Regions from separate parts of the Rattus norvegicus genome. Here region 2 is linked to region 1. The links are chromatin contacts, called in public Hi-C maps. All regions are on one chromosome and are shown on one strand. Each heading gives the region's core, a stretch centred on a gene start, on an enhancer-like site or on the middle of the called end of the contact. The rest is flanking DNA. Distances are from core to core; before and after follow the strand shown.

Region 1 (7,317 bases), core at 3,238-5,737:
GAGAGAGAGAGAGATCTCCCTGAGGTCAGTGGTAAACAACGGGAAAGCTACATAAATGGCAGGGTCAGTGCAGGCCAATCAGCCCTGTCTTGAGGTGACATTTAAAGCCATCGTACAGATCGGCAGTGGACCTGGGGCAGAAGGAATGTTTTCTGAAGCTCAAAGGGAGCCAAGGATCAATTGTGTGTCTAAGAGCCATTTTGTCTACCCCTTCCTGTGTGGTCCTCTGCTAGATCTCTCTCTACTTTGGAGAGCCTTCCAGGAGAGAGAACTCAGGGTTCCTCTGTCCTGGACTCCTAGGGTGTGTGGGCAGGCAGGGTACTTTGTGGAGTTTAACCAAAATACTGAAATGAAGCCAGTGCTGAAAGTAAGAGAGGAGAGCTGTGACAGAGCAGACAGATCACCATCAAAGAATCACCCAGGGGAGCTGAGTAAAGATTCAGGCCTCTGGGAGTGCGGCATCTGCATGAACTGCCACCCCTCCAAGGTGAATCTGCTGCCCATTAAACTTTGAGAACTCTGAGATGAGAATGGTGACATTAGCTGGAGAGGCCTCTTGGGAGAGGTGGACTTAGATTTCAGAGTCTGGGTGATAAGTCTTTCAGATATTGTCCTCATGTGAGGACCCAAGGAGTGTGTTCACCTGGGGACACCCGGCTCTCACAGGAGAGGCTGGCAAGCGTCCACACCATTCCCTAGATGGTGTTTCCGAGATGTCCTGACTTCCACTTACCGCTTGGGCAGTATTTGCTGAGGGGACAGAAGTGCTGTGGAAGGTGACTGAGGATGGTGTCTGCCAGAGGGTTTGGTTCATGTTGGAGCCAAAGCACAACTTGCAGGGCAAAATGGTTGGCTGGCTGAGCCTACTTCCTGGTGTGGGGTAGGAGGAGAACACGGTGTCTGTTGAGCAGTCTTCATTCTGGTTCACAGATACCAGCAGCTGTGCCACCTCACGTGTGGCCTTTACTTGCCGGTTAGCTGCACGCATCTGAGGCATGTGGATTGTGCCACTGAGGGAGCAGAGGTCCCGGTTGTCCTGGGAGGTGAGTGGGGAACTCTCTGGGACCTGATTGGTTCTCTCCTCCCTCACTTCTTCTTGCCTTCTGCTCCATCCACTTATGCTGGCTTTATCCGGTTGAGAACACAGTGTTTCTTCTTTTGGGTGGGTGAAAAGATGGAGAGAGAACAGTGCCAAGAAAGGAAGAAGGAACGCCGAAGGGAAGGGAACACATCGTGGTTGTGGCAGTGAGTATCTGCAGAGGAACCAGGCAGGCAGCAGCCCTCTGCAGTGGTTGGGTGCTATTGGCCTGCAGTCACTGATTTCAGCGGAGGGGGAAAGAGCCACACAGACAGGAATGGCTGCCCCCGCTTTGGCTATCATGAAAGAGCCACCGTCCTATCATTGTTTAAGACAAAACAATAACAACAACAACACCCTACCTACCTAATAAGGTCCTGTCCTGGCAACGTTCTGTCCTTTCTAATTGCACCACAGCTGAATGGCAAGCCTAGCAGTCTCTTAGAACATTTTATTCAACTTCTACCATGGCTGTTTTAAAGGAAGGCTTACAAGGCTCTGTGGGAATAGCAGAAATGAGCGGCGGTGGGCTGGGAAGCACCAAGACGCCCTGCTTAAAGGACTGAAGCCAACTGAGAGTAAAATTCCAGGCTGAATAGCTTCCTCCTGGGTTTGACCCAATGGGTGATGCTGTGTTCCAGGGCTCACTGTGTGTGGCGAGGTGCGTGCACCCATGTTGTTCTTAATTCTTTCTTCTGTAGAGAATGACACCAAGTAAGAGAGGAGCTCCAGTTGGCCTCCTCCTTCAGGCCCACTATCAGCACCAATAGAGAGTTATAGTTTATATATGTGCTTATAAGGGCATGAGGGCTGCCTGTCTGTTCCCCAGGTGATGCTCCTCCCACAGTCCCTCTCTGTCCAGGTCTTCTGTTGCGGTAGGAGTCTCACATTTCAAGTTTCATTTAAGAGGCTTTAGGAAAAAATGACTTTGGCATTCTTATTTGGAAATGCGCTCTCTGGCCAACTGTAAGCCACTGACCAATGGGACATATCAAAGGCTTGTTTGTCAGTCATCATATATTCTGTGCCTGTGGCATGCTGGCACTGCCCCTGCTTCTTGAGCACTGCTGTTAGCATAGCCCCACTGTGAAGGTCTTCCACCTCTCCAGGAAAGGTGCTACATTCTCTAGGGAATGTCAAGGTCCAGAAAACGTGATGAGGGGGAGCCAGCTCACACCTATGTACCATTTGAAACTTGTTCAACTTCTTGAAAGATGACTTTGGTTCTCTTTAGACAGGGAAGGTAATTCTTCTCCAACAGAGCTCTCGGGGTGGTTAGGGCCCAAAGGAGCTGACAGATGCGAAAGTACTTTGTGAGCTAAGAAGTACTGGCCACATGTGAGTGAGCCATAGAGTCTTGTTATTCACAAAAGGGAGGACTATGGACCATTTCTCTCCAGAGAGGAGAGGACTTTGCATTTTTGTGTTAATGACTCACGAGATTCTTGTCCATTTAAGGCAGTAACAAAATTGCACTAACAGAGCCTGAGAGGTATCTCCTTGGGTGGTGAGGACTCCGCTGTGTCCCACAGCTGCCCTTTAAGAGGTAAGAAGGATACTGGGCAGGGCAAGGGGTGGAGATTGTGGCTCCACCTACTTTCTCCCTCTTCCTGCTAGTTCCTGGACGTGCCTCCTGCCTAGTCTGAGTCCTTTAGAAACATGCAAACTATTTCTTTTGGCTCTTTTAAAGGAAGGCTTATGGGGCTCTGTGGGAATAGCAGAAATGAGTGGGGGTGGGCTGGAGAGCACCAAGACGCCCTACTTAAAGGATTGAAGCCAACCGAGAGTAAAATTCCAGGCTGAACAGCTTCCTCTTGGGTTTGACCCAATGGGTGATGAGTCCCAGAAATGGCAGATGCTGGAGGAGAGCCCCTTTGACTCCAGATGCCTGATGGAGACCAGGAGGCTGGGAGTAGAAGCTGCCATAGGTAAGCCGAAAAACAGCTGTGGGGAATGTGCACTTGGCTGTTGAATGGAGGTGCTCTACACCTGGAGTCCCCTCTGCTTTCCTTTCTGTGATCAGGATCCCCTGTCACCCGAGGGACAGCCTTCTCATGTAAGTGGCCAGCCTACTGACCAAGCAGCCTCAAGGGAGGCAAGAATAGAGCACTCTGCTCCTGCTCTTGAAACGTCTGCAAGCCTGAGTCAGTGTCCAGAGGCTGACGTGCTACAGTCAAGCGATAGTCAACGCTTCTCCTGCCTTCCACGTGGAAAGGTGTGGGTTACCTAGAATCCCTTGCTTGTTCTTTCAGTCAGTCGACACTCACTTGCATTAAAGATTGAAGTAAAAGTCACTTGAATGCTTCTGAGATAAGGCACTACATTAGGCACCTTGAAGATTAAGGAGCAGATCTGAACTCCATGTCGTTTATGTTTCGGTAAGGTAGACAAATTGTATACAGAAGAGAAAGTGGATTGAAGATGACGTATAAAGGAAGGAAGATTGGGGACGGCCTGGACTCTGTGGCATTTGAGTCAGACATTGGAAGATTTAGGGTTTGACCCTAAGAAGGGGTACGGAGAGAAGGGGCCCTGACAGGAGGTATTGGATCAGGGGCATAGGATTAGAAGGTCAGAACTATAGCGAACCATTTTGTAGGGGCAGGGGAGAAGGGCAAAGAGAACCTTTTGTCTGCTTCACTTACCTGTGACACCAGGAGCTTCCCTCCTTCGTGCTGAGCCTCATAGTTCCTCTGTGAATAAAATGCTGGTCTTTCCAGTCATAGAGGAGGAAGCTGAGGCAGAAGGCCAAGAGGTGTTAAGTAAGAACCAGGATTTGAACTTGAAAGTAGCATTGCAGTGCCCAGTCTCTCCTTAATAGAATCTCTGAGGGGAAGTAGGGAGAAAGGACCCACAAGCCCTTTTCTAGTTGTGAGGGTCTAACAGATTTGGACAGGGAGCACCTGAGGTCCTCACAACGAGGCAGTCGGACTCCTGGACTTTTTGGACTGATTCCAGAGTCCAGGATGGTTGAGCATCTGGCTTCTCATTCATCCAACTATTGGGAGAGCCACTGGCCTCTGTGTGGGAGGAGATACTAGAATGAAATTTTAAACGTGGCCTTCTCTGTGGATTTTCATTCCCAGGGCTACCTCAAACCTTGCTACTGTGCAAGAGCCCTCCCTGACTCCCTCCCCCGCACTCCAGCCTCCCCTGGGGTTCATGCAGGCTCAGTCTGCACACGGCGTGTTCTGCATTTGCTCCTTTGTTGCTGTGAAACGGGCTCACAGCACAGTCAGCCCCTGTGTGGGAGGACTGGTGGCTGTCTTTACAGGCAGGCATTTGCTTAGAGCAGGCTGCGTGTGAGCCCAACACCCGAGAATCTGCCCTCCTTGAGTCGGTGGTGGTGGTGGTGGTGGGATGAGGCTCTGCCCTGGAGACTGGCTGTGAAGGATGAGTTCAGGGTGGGATGACGGACCGCTTCTGGGACCAGTGGTATCTTTGGTATCTCCGCTTGCTTCGGCTTCTGGATCGAGGTATCCTGAGTGCGTATCTGGTCGTGTGTCTCTCTGTGTATGGGTGTATGTATATAAGCATATGTGTGTGAGAGAGGCATAGACAGAGAAAGGGATAGCAGAGATGGGAGTGGAGGGGCAAGAGAAAGAAGAGGGCATGGAGCAATGGCAAGCAGCCAACCTACAGCAGATGAAAGAGGGGCTGTTTTCCTGGGGACATGACCTAGCTGGGCGTGGGGAGCACAGAATCATTTGGGGGACAGCTGTACAGCACAGTCAGGTTTCTTGCTGGGGTTTTTCACCCAGCAACTTAAACTGTCTTTCGGGGCTCTCTACAGAGCACATGGGAAGTGATGCAGGGAGGAGAATGGTCCCTGCAGCTGAATGCTGGGGGAGACCTTTGCTGATCCCTCTCTCAGTCCAGCTCTGTGACCATAGCTGGATTTGTGTGTTCCTCTGAGCTTGTTTCCCCATCTGCGAAATGGGCATCCAGGCCCTATCTGCCATCGTTGTTGCTTCATTCCTGCATGTAAAATGTGCCGTCACCTCTAGTGTGCACACTAGGTACTCAGTTAATGCAAAGTTCCCCCGTGCCTGGCTCTCGTCAGCATCATAGAGCTACAGCACTCGTCCTGGGGACAGCTCCCTTTGTGGCCTGTCTGTAGATAGAGTCCTCGAGAATTTGTGGTTAGGGAAAAGAGAGCCAGCTCGACTCGTCAAGTTACTCTGACCTTAATACACGTCAGCCACCTTTATTGCTGCAATCAAATATCCTGGTGCTTTCCCACAAGTCCAGACCCTCCACTGTAAAGAAAGACCACTAGGAACTTCATGTAGCAATTGCTTTTTAAAATGTTGGCTGTGCATTCGAAAGCTTTTGGCTCCTTTAAGAAGTTTTGGCAAGAGCGAGACAAAATCTTTCATGAAAATATGGTCCTGGCAAAGCTCTGCTACCCACCTCAAACAATATCCCTCTCATCAGGGGTCGTCTCAGGTCCAGCCGGAGGCAGATACCAGGTGGAAGCAGAGCTGCCCAGAGCAGGTGTGCCGGGGCTTTATCGGAGGAGAAATCAAAGATGGAGGGACCCAAGCCAGCATACATGGGAAGCAGGCTTTCGAGAGCACCCAGAAACACCTCTGGGAAGCCAGACTTGAGATGAGATGAGGATAGAGAAGGGAGCCAGGACTTTGTGATGGTGGAGCTCAAAGATGGGGGAGGGTAAGACAACCACCTCTTTTCTGTGTGATCTCAGCAAGTTATCACCCCCCACCCCCATGTCTCTGTGTCTCCTCTCCTCCCATTATAAAAAGAGATGGCTACAGCAATGATGCCCATTTGAGGCGTCCCTGTAGGGGTTAAGTGAGAGGTCCCAGTGCCAGGAACAAAATGCCCCTTGACTGTTAGGGCTCATCAACATCTAGTTCCCACTCTCCTGCCGACTTCCCGGGAAAGGCAGGAACAGGTGGCATGCAGCAGCCCAGAGCTGAGTAAGCTGCGGAAGAGCTGTGAGAGGCATGGAAACAATGTATATTCTTGTGAACAGAGGCCATGCTCAGATTAGCATATCATACCAATTTAAAGAAGAAACTAGATGCCAAAATATAAGTTATATTTATTTTCAATTTTCACAAAATGCTGGAACCCATGAACTGCCAACTTGTTCCAAGTACTAGCTTCATTACTCTCTAAGGGTCCTTGAATAAATAATTTGTCTTCAGCTCATCAGTCTTGGCTCAAAAAAAATGGGAGCATTAGTAATACCTACACCATACAGTTTGCAGGATCTCACATGATGAATTTGTGGATTTTCGGGTTCCCTAAATAGCAGAAATTGGCTGCCAGAAATGTGCATTCGTGCCGGCACGTTTGACCGTAGCGTGCATTCGCTATGGTCATTCCTGTAAACAGTGTCTCTAGGGGCTTCCTTAACATGAGGTCCAGACTGTTAGGGTCTCTGCTATCAATCAGGGCTGTTTTGGGTTGGACATTGCTCATGTCGCTCAGCTTTAGTTACTAGGTAACACAGTATTCTAAATGCCCACATGATACACATATATCAACGTTCAAACAGGATTCTTCCTATAGCAACTACTGTAATGCTAGCCGTCCTGGCATAGGAAATGGCACGTTGTGCAGATTGAGCTGGCTTGTGAGAAACGCTCAGCAAACATTAGTTGGATAAATGAGTGGATGAGCGAAGGGCCTGCCTTCCAGAGCAGCGAAGAGATTTCCCTCAGGTCTCCAGGGAAACAGAATGCAGCTCCCTTCCTCTGTTTTAGGATTTTCTTTTTTATCTCCTTTGCCATTGCTCTGCCTTATGTCATCTTGAAAGCCATGGGCCTCGAGAAAGTAAGGAGGGACTAAGGGATGAAAAGAGGCAGGGGATGATGGGTTGATCCCAGGAAATTGAAATGACGGACAGGCTGTTTGCTCTGGTTGGCTGCGACCGGAGGAAAGGTGAATCTGTGACTTAACACACTTAAAAAGGGAGGAGACATCAGAACGCACTGCGGAGCAGGAACAAACTTTACAGAAAACAACCATGCGTGCTCTCTTAGACACACATTCCCATCTCCCCTGTCATTGTTCAGCTAATGGTCAGGCTTGAAAACTAAGTCTGTTGTTTTTGAGAGCATGACTGAACTGTATACAAGGAGTTATTTGATAAGGGTGTGCCAGCCTGTTCATACCCTACATTTTGATGATTTATTCTCATTAGTAACAGATACAGTTTTTACTTTGTGTGTGCTGGATGTTTATCAACTCTACTGCTATGATCTGGG
Region 2 (7,317 bases), core at 1,535-4,034, 44 kb after region 1:
GTAATGTAAGAGAAGCATGCTGAGCCAAGGAGACAAACCTCTAATAGTAAAATTTCAACTGCCACAGTGAAGGTGGCACATGGAGCCCCAGGCTGTGTTTATTGATGAATTCTTCATTTCCTTCAGATTTTTGAGGAGGAAATTTAGTTTCAGGTGCCCACAATTTGCCTGCTCATCAGGTGAATCGTGATCAATATGTAACAGGCAGAAGGGGAAATGGCCTCTGTGTGTGTGTGTGTGTGTGTGTGTGTGTGTGTGTGTGTGTGTGTGTGTGTGTGAATAACACTACAAGAGACGCAAAGAACAGTGACGGCTCTCGTGAGGTGACAATTCAGTTTTCCTGGCACAGCCTGTGTCCTGTGCTATGCTAGGTGTTTGATGATGGTTTACTTATCAGAGAGGTTGTGGGTTTCCCACACTCAGCCAGGTAGAACAGCAATGCCCTTCACCTTAGTCTTCCTGACTCCCGGATCTCATCCTTCTCGGTATGCCAAGATGCTGGACAGACACCTCATGATGGCCCACAGTGTAGCACAGCGGGAATTACTGCTTGGAATAGTTAAGTGGGCCCTTCCCAGGCTGGACCCATAAGCGTCACTCAGTGGGGATAATTCGCCCCTGACTATCTGCTTGAGCTCTCTCCTTGTGACGTCTCTTAAGAGAACATACAGTCCCCGGGACACAAAGCCGATGTCCCACCTTCCCTGGGGGCTTGAGAGCAGGGAGGGCTTGCCTCTCCCTGGGTGACGACCAACCATCTCCTATTCTTGCAGCTTTGGCTCACTTGTCCTGAGAGTCCGGGCCCTGTCACGTGGAGTGACTCTAGATCTAGTTCCTGTCCCCTGTGGCAGTGTGCTCAGAAAGCACCACCCACCCATTTAAGCTGAATTATGGTTTGTTTTGCAAGCAGTGTCTTGGAGGAACCTTGGCAGAGTTGTGAAATGGGGTTAATCTGCCTCATTACCACCTTCTCCTCTGTTATTAGTTTTCCTGGGCTTTTCTAGTTCTGAATATGCGGCTCATTCTCTTGAGAGCTGGTGACCTTATTCTCTCAGGAGAACAAGAGTTGTCTCTTTGTTCTACAAATGCCTGGGAACCTGGGTGTCCTCACCAACCTCAGTCTTATCTGCTAGTTCCAGTGGGGTGGGGGTGCCTTCACCTCTTGCCACATGGCCCTTCCTGGGCTCTGAGAGTCACTACTTCCCTCTGCGCCTGTTTCAAACATCTATCATCTTGGATCAACAGTCAGTGGATTTCTGCAGCCTCTGACCGAAGCCTGGAGTCCCCGCCTACAGCTGAAGCTGCCCGTTCTATCTGGGTAGCTTCACAGCAGCCCACCTCTGAGCTGAGAGGTCTTCCACCACCCTCTGCTGCCTTTTGTCTTCTGGGTGAAGCTTTCTTTCCCTCAAATGGCGTATCTTTATTCCCTTCTCCTGGACATCCTCAGCCTGCATCCATGAAGTCCAGGTCTAATCCCCTACGGCATCCTGTTTGGAAGCAGCCGTCCACCATTTAAACAGTATTACGATTTAAAAAAAAAATACTCGTTTGACACTTTTTGTAGTGCCTCACTAACTATTAATCTCCATGTTTTTCCCTAGTCATAAATTAATTCAAATCAAATCCTGTTTCATATATCACTGGCTCCTTTAGTACCCAGCGCATGACAGATGTTGGCTGCTGACCACCCTATGCTTTCTGTTCACTCTCGGTCTGGTTGTAGCTGGTCCTCACCGAGCACTCTTCCTCTGTGAACCCTGCCTAGTTCCAGCTGTTCGGCCTCTCTGCCCGAATTCTCTCCCCCAGTCTCTGCTCACACCTCCCTCTCCTAGCTACCCAGCGTCTTGGAGAAGCAGTGTGTGTTAGTGGAGGTTCTGCAGCTCAGGGTTCACACCTCGGTTCTGCAGCACAGCTTTGAGTGAGCTTCCCAGTCTCCCCGAAGCTTTGCCATTCCCTGCCCCACTGTTCTCAGCCCCACCCCTTCCAGGGAACCCTTCCTAAACATTCCACAAGATAGTCAGCCCTACCCTCACCCAAACCCTGTATTGTGTGCAGTGTCAAAGACATAAGTGTTGCATGCGAAACATTGTTTGGCCTGACTCTCTCCATTTAAGAGGTCAGGCGCCCGAGGCCCTGAGGTATGGGGTTCACTTGTTTCCCAGAACAGGCCCAGTGCTGAGCCAGGTCTTGCACACAGTCTCAGGTCACGAGGATGTATCTGTCATCACTGGGCTGCCCCCTGCCTACCACGAGCCCATGTCTTCCTTCAGCAAGGTGCCTTTACCTCCTACCCCTCACCGTGCTCCTGCAGGTGACGATGAACCTAGAGGAGCTTAGAAAACACTTACTGGCCAAGCGTCTCTAAGCATGTGAGCTCTATCCCCTGGTGGTGGGCTCTTATGTTCAATCTCATATTATTTGTCCCTTTTTGGCATCAGCACGGGTCTACTTATACCTGAAGGTTAATTTCAAGCTTCCAAACAAGGGCTTTTCTGTGGTTCCTGGGGCTGTCCTCATAATCTCCTAACTGCCTCCAGAGAGCAGACGCTGTGGCACATCCATTTACACGAGCCTCTTGGGGTGAGGCCGGCAGGTGCAGCCTCAGTACTGCTGTGCACCCCACTTGGTCTCCCACTCTGTCCTCCTCCAGCCTCCCCCATACCCGGTCCCACCCCCCACCCACTCCTGCGCCATGCTGCTTTCCCTGCTCTATGCTGCTCTTCCTGCTCTGGCTAAGAATAAATCATTGCGGTTGCATAGCAACCAGTTTGGTTTCCTCTACTCCTCCTTCTCCTCCCACAAAAGTGCTTCAGCTCTAAATTTAAGGTAGTGTGTCAGGAGGTTCTGTTACCACACAGAGGCCCTGGAACTCCTCTATAGCAGCTGGCTCTATGGAGATAGGAACTGTGGCTGCTTTGTTCACTGTGCTGCCCCCAGACCCTGGCACAGGTCTCAGTACTGGACACACACTAGGTATTTAATGTATACCAATTTGATGGTGAATGAGTGCGTCATTTTTTTCAGAATCCTACAGTTGGGATGTGCCTCTGGGAAGGGGATTTCTCTGATGGTCCACAGGGCACCTCTTTGGGGTGGATGTTACCCTTCTCCTTTCCACCAGTCACCTAGCAGGTGACACACTGAGAGGAGGCACGTGTGTCCTCATGTCTGCCTGCCTTTGGATGGTGACGATGCTTTTCTTTTTTTCCTACAAGCTGATGGCTCAGACAAACCACACAGTTGATGGAGTCATAAGGAAGGAGCCTGTCAACTCAGGCTTCCTCAGTCCTGCATTGGGAAGGAGTTTACTCTTTGGTGCTGTCGGCAAGCTGGGCCTCTCTGAACGATGATGTCACTGTACCCTGGGTTTGAATCTCGCTCCTGCTGCTTGCAAGAGGGGTGGTCTGAGCAGAGCCCAAAATTTAGCTCGCAAATTATAAAAACCATAGGAGGGAAGCTACTAAGAAACAAGGGTCCTTTTCCATTTGGGTGCGGAGGCAAAATTATCCCAGAAAATGCCTGTTAGTACTGGCAAGGTAGCATCATCAGTATGCAGCAGGCTGGGCTGGAGGGACTGAAACAAGCAAAATTTAGCAGTTCTGATGCTCTGAAAGCTTCCAGTGATGACGAAAAAGCTCCAAGTTCAGCAAGGAAGTCTATGACTTCAAACTGTTCTTAAAGCAGGGCAGATATCCAGAACAAATAAAGGGATATTTTCTGTTGTAGGGCAAATCCCCTGAACAACGAAAGCTATCAGGTGGGTAGGAAGGGGAGACCCAAGGAGCGTCTGGTTGAGGTGTTTTCCCAGCATCTAATTCATTTTCTTTCTTCCTTTTTTTTCCACCTTAAAAAAATGTGTTGGATTTCACAGCTGATCCCCCAACCACCCTCTGTTCATCTCCTGCTAGATATCCCCACACAGCATTCAAATTAGCCCCGTATGCAGCTCAAGGAGTGGGAAAGCCAGGATGCAGAGGGAGAATGACAAATTCAGGGGCTCCTCCAGGTCGTGCAAGCACTGGGGTGGGGCCTCTGGCAGTCAAAAATAACAGCACCCCAGGAAGTATCCAAAGATCAGAAGCTGGGGCTGCCCCAAGAGCATACTGCTGGTGTAGCTCCTGGGTTCAGCCACCCCTTCCTGGCTCCTGGACACAGGGCAGTAGATACTCCATGAGTCCATATGTTTGTTACCCATGTCTGCCCTCAGTAGGCAGATGGCATCTCTTATCCCCGTTCCTGGCCTCTCTCCCCTGGAAGTCTGCAGTCTCAGACATGATGTTGGACTTAGAAGCCTCCAGAAACACAATTGATGAACAACCATTAGATTAATAAGAAGTAAATGAGATGAAGTGTTTGCATCCTGTGTACGCAGAGGCCGGTGAGGCTCAGGGGACTTCTGGGTGAGTATTCCAGAAAGTCCCAAAGTTTCTTGATCGAAAAAGGCAAGGATGAGGCAAATTCATGCTTTCTTAGGGTGTAGTGTTTCAGAACAGCCTCCTCTGTTTCAGAACCGCAAGAAGACAGAGGGGTACATTCTGGCTGGAGCTTGAGGCTAACACTTAGGGAAGACCCTCTAAGAGAGGGGTGTGTGGAGACAAGGGTCAGGACTGGCTTCATGTCTGCCCCAACCCCTTACCTACCAACCCAGTGACACTGTGAGACCAGCCTGACGGTGTCCCCCTGGGGAGTAACTTAATAGATGCTCTCCATTTCCTCACCTGTTTGTTTAGAGAGCCAGAAGTTGACTTTTCTGATGAATGGCGCTTTCTGCAATGTAGTCTGCCTCTTCCCTCAGTAGAAAAGAAGCACTCACTGTATCTGTGCATTTCAGTTAAGTGCAGCTGAGTCCAGCAGTGGAAAAAAAAAGAGACAAGACTCGGACAAACAAGGAAGGATGCCAGGGGACAGAGTGTCCTCCTGGGGCAGGTCTTTACAAACGCACCCATTAGGTTGTCTAAATTGTGAAAAGGTAAAAGTAAATAACACATCTGTTTAAATCTTTAGATTGTCAGCAGATAATTAAGCTCCCATGAGGTGTCTGGTCGTATTCAAGGCTCAGTGGACACAGTCCTAGCACTTGGGGAGTTTGAGTGTAAGTGAGGCATTGAAGTCAGGATGCAGAGCACAGAGACTTAAAGCTCCATTGTTAACTTCCCCCCTGGCTGTTAGGAACCTGGAGGAGGGAGGTGCTGAGCAGCTCCCTGTCCACTGCAAAGCCCTGCCAAACGCTTGCTGCCAGCTAGCGGTGAGGGGGACAGAAATGGAAAGGCTATATTTAGAAACTTCTTACCAGTTTGCAAAGTAACGTGTCCGCTGAGTCTAAAAATTAGGAAATTAGAGCGTATACGTTGTTTTTAAAATTACACTCCTCTGGCAGCTCGTTTAAATTTTTTCCCCGAAAGTATTTATTAGTTGATGGCAGATTGTAATAAAAAAAACATAAAAATTCCAACTGATCACTCATTGACATTCCGTTTGCGGAGTCCTGGGCTGGAGTAGCTGGATATCAGAGATGTCTAGGCAGGCTGGAGAGGTACTAGAGTCTAGAAAAAGACAGATGACTTGCCACCGAAAAGCAAGTAAGAGTGTGTCTTGAAAACCCAGACCTTCCCCTGCACCAAGTTCCGGGGCCATAGACATGCTGGTGGATGCTGCTTCTACTAATTTGTTTGTTGACACACTCATGGTAGTACCTGTCACCAGCTTCCTTTTGCAAGGGATGGAGGAGGATAAATTAAGTACCCAGGTACCACAGCTAGGAAGTGGTGGTCTCTATTTTAGATTGAATTCTGAGTCCTGCTGGTTTAACTCTCCACCTGGGCAGTCACAGGGAGCATAGGCTGTGTGCACCGAGCCCCCGTGTACTCCAGAATGGGAACAAGGAGCAAGCCCTACACATATTCGGATGTACGGAGCACAATATGACAAGTTCTCCGTGGGACAGCACAGTGCGAGCCTATCAGAAAGTTTCTGCTTTCAGGTCTTTTGTTTTTATTCTGTGCATATTTCCAGAAGTATGGAGTGGGTAGACTCATCCAAGGTTATGCCTTTTATTAGACTTTGAACTGTCACTGAAATCTCATCTATCTATTTAAAATCTTTTTTTAAAACCTGGAATAATTAGATCTATGGGAAGTTCAAAGAAACAGATGGGGAAGCCCAATGTACCCTCCAGCCTTCCTTCCTGTTTACACCTTACTCAATGCAGATAAAAGCTAGGCGATGGACATGGGGGTGATGTCCAGACTTACCCATCAATTTTGTCTTTCGTATTTTAAGAGAAGAATCAAGGATGCGTCTAGGTGCAGGGGTGGTAGGCTATTCTGGAAGTTAGGCCACATCTTGAAGTTCTAGGGAACTAATGCGAGACTCTTATATATATGAATATCATGTTATTATCCTGTCCTAGTGTCTGTAGTACTGTGAGGTACATGGTTTGTTATCAACAAATGCTTTGTATTGAATATTTGATTCAATAAAACATGCATATAAGCATAATGGTTTCCTTCCATATTGCTGGGCCTCCATTGTGGAGGGGGAGTGAGATTTATTCTTATGGCTCTACAGGGCATCACTAGCACTAGAGATATGTGTGTTGGGAGGGGACACACACACACACACACACACACACACACACACACACACGAGAAGACACTGGAGTCTGATATGGACGCAGTGTGACAGGGAGGTAGTTGTCTCCACTGGCCTGGACGTGTTTGTCAGTAGTGGAAGGCCATCAAGAATGGAAGTGACTCATGAACTCCTGTGGTATTAAACCAGATGGCTTCAGTGAAAGTCTCTTCCTTGTGTTTAAGGTTCACAGAACAGGCCATTACAAGAAGAGGCACTGGAAGGGCAGGCCAGGTTCTGGGTGTAGGGGGTTTTCTTGGGATTAGAAGCTTTTGCAGAACATTGTTATGGACGAGCAGCTGTAGACTTTGGAAAGACTGTTGTTGGCTTTTTGAGAAGAAAGTTTTTGGAAGCCAGATAAAGAACTCCAAACCAGGCTGGTGAGATGGCTCAAGGGGTAGAGAGCTGCCAAGCCTGACGGCCTGAGCTGGATCCTGGCACCCACGAGGTGGAAGGAGAGAACCATCTCCCCAAAGGCGTCCTTTGACCTTGACACCTGTGTTGTAATAGCACTCCCTGATAAACATATAACGTAGTAAAACTAAACCACCCAAACCTTCCTCTGTGTGACTTGTCTGTCCAGGGAACATCTGAAGTAAACTCGGGTTTTCTTCCAGGCAGCATTTGGGAACACCAGTCCTGGAGAGGTGGGTTCTGACTGTAGGCGACAAGTATGAGTTATGCTAA

What was found. Hi-C and Micro-C count contacts between places; a contact is called where the count stands out from the background.
Region 2: a contact with region 1 is called in a Hi-C map of frontal cortex, with 1.4 times the contacts expected there. The contact joins the enhancer-like site here to the promoter of Kalrn in region 1. A contact is called at or near these places in 2 of 12 Hi-C or Micro-C datasets (frontal cortex and liver).

What each region holds. Positions count from the first base shown.
Region 1 is chr11:79,755,674-79,762,990 of GRCr8, forward strand. Kalrn (kalirin, RhoGEF kinase) reads left to right here and starts at 4,488. Exons shown (of 60, transcript NM_032062.2): 1 at 4,488-4,554. The coding sequence starts at 4,488.
Region 2 is chr11:79,801,382-79,808,698 of GRCr8, forward strand. The region is part of intron 1 of Kalrn (kalirin, RhoGEF kinase); the gene reads left to right. Among named protein-coding and RNA genes, the nearest start is that of Kalrn, 45 kb to the left of the region's middle. Within about 2 kb of position 2,785, at least 45 of the 93 cell types and tissues checked have an H3K27ac peak or open chromatin away from gene starts, as enhancers often do.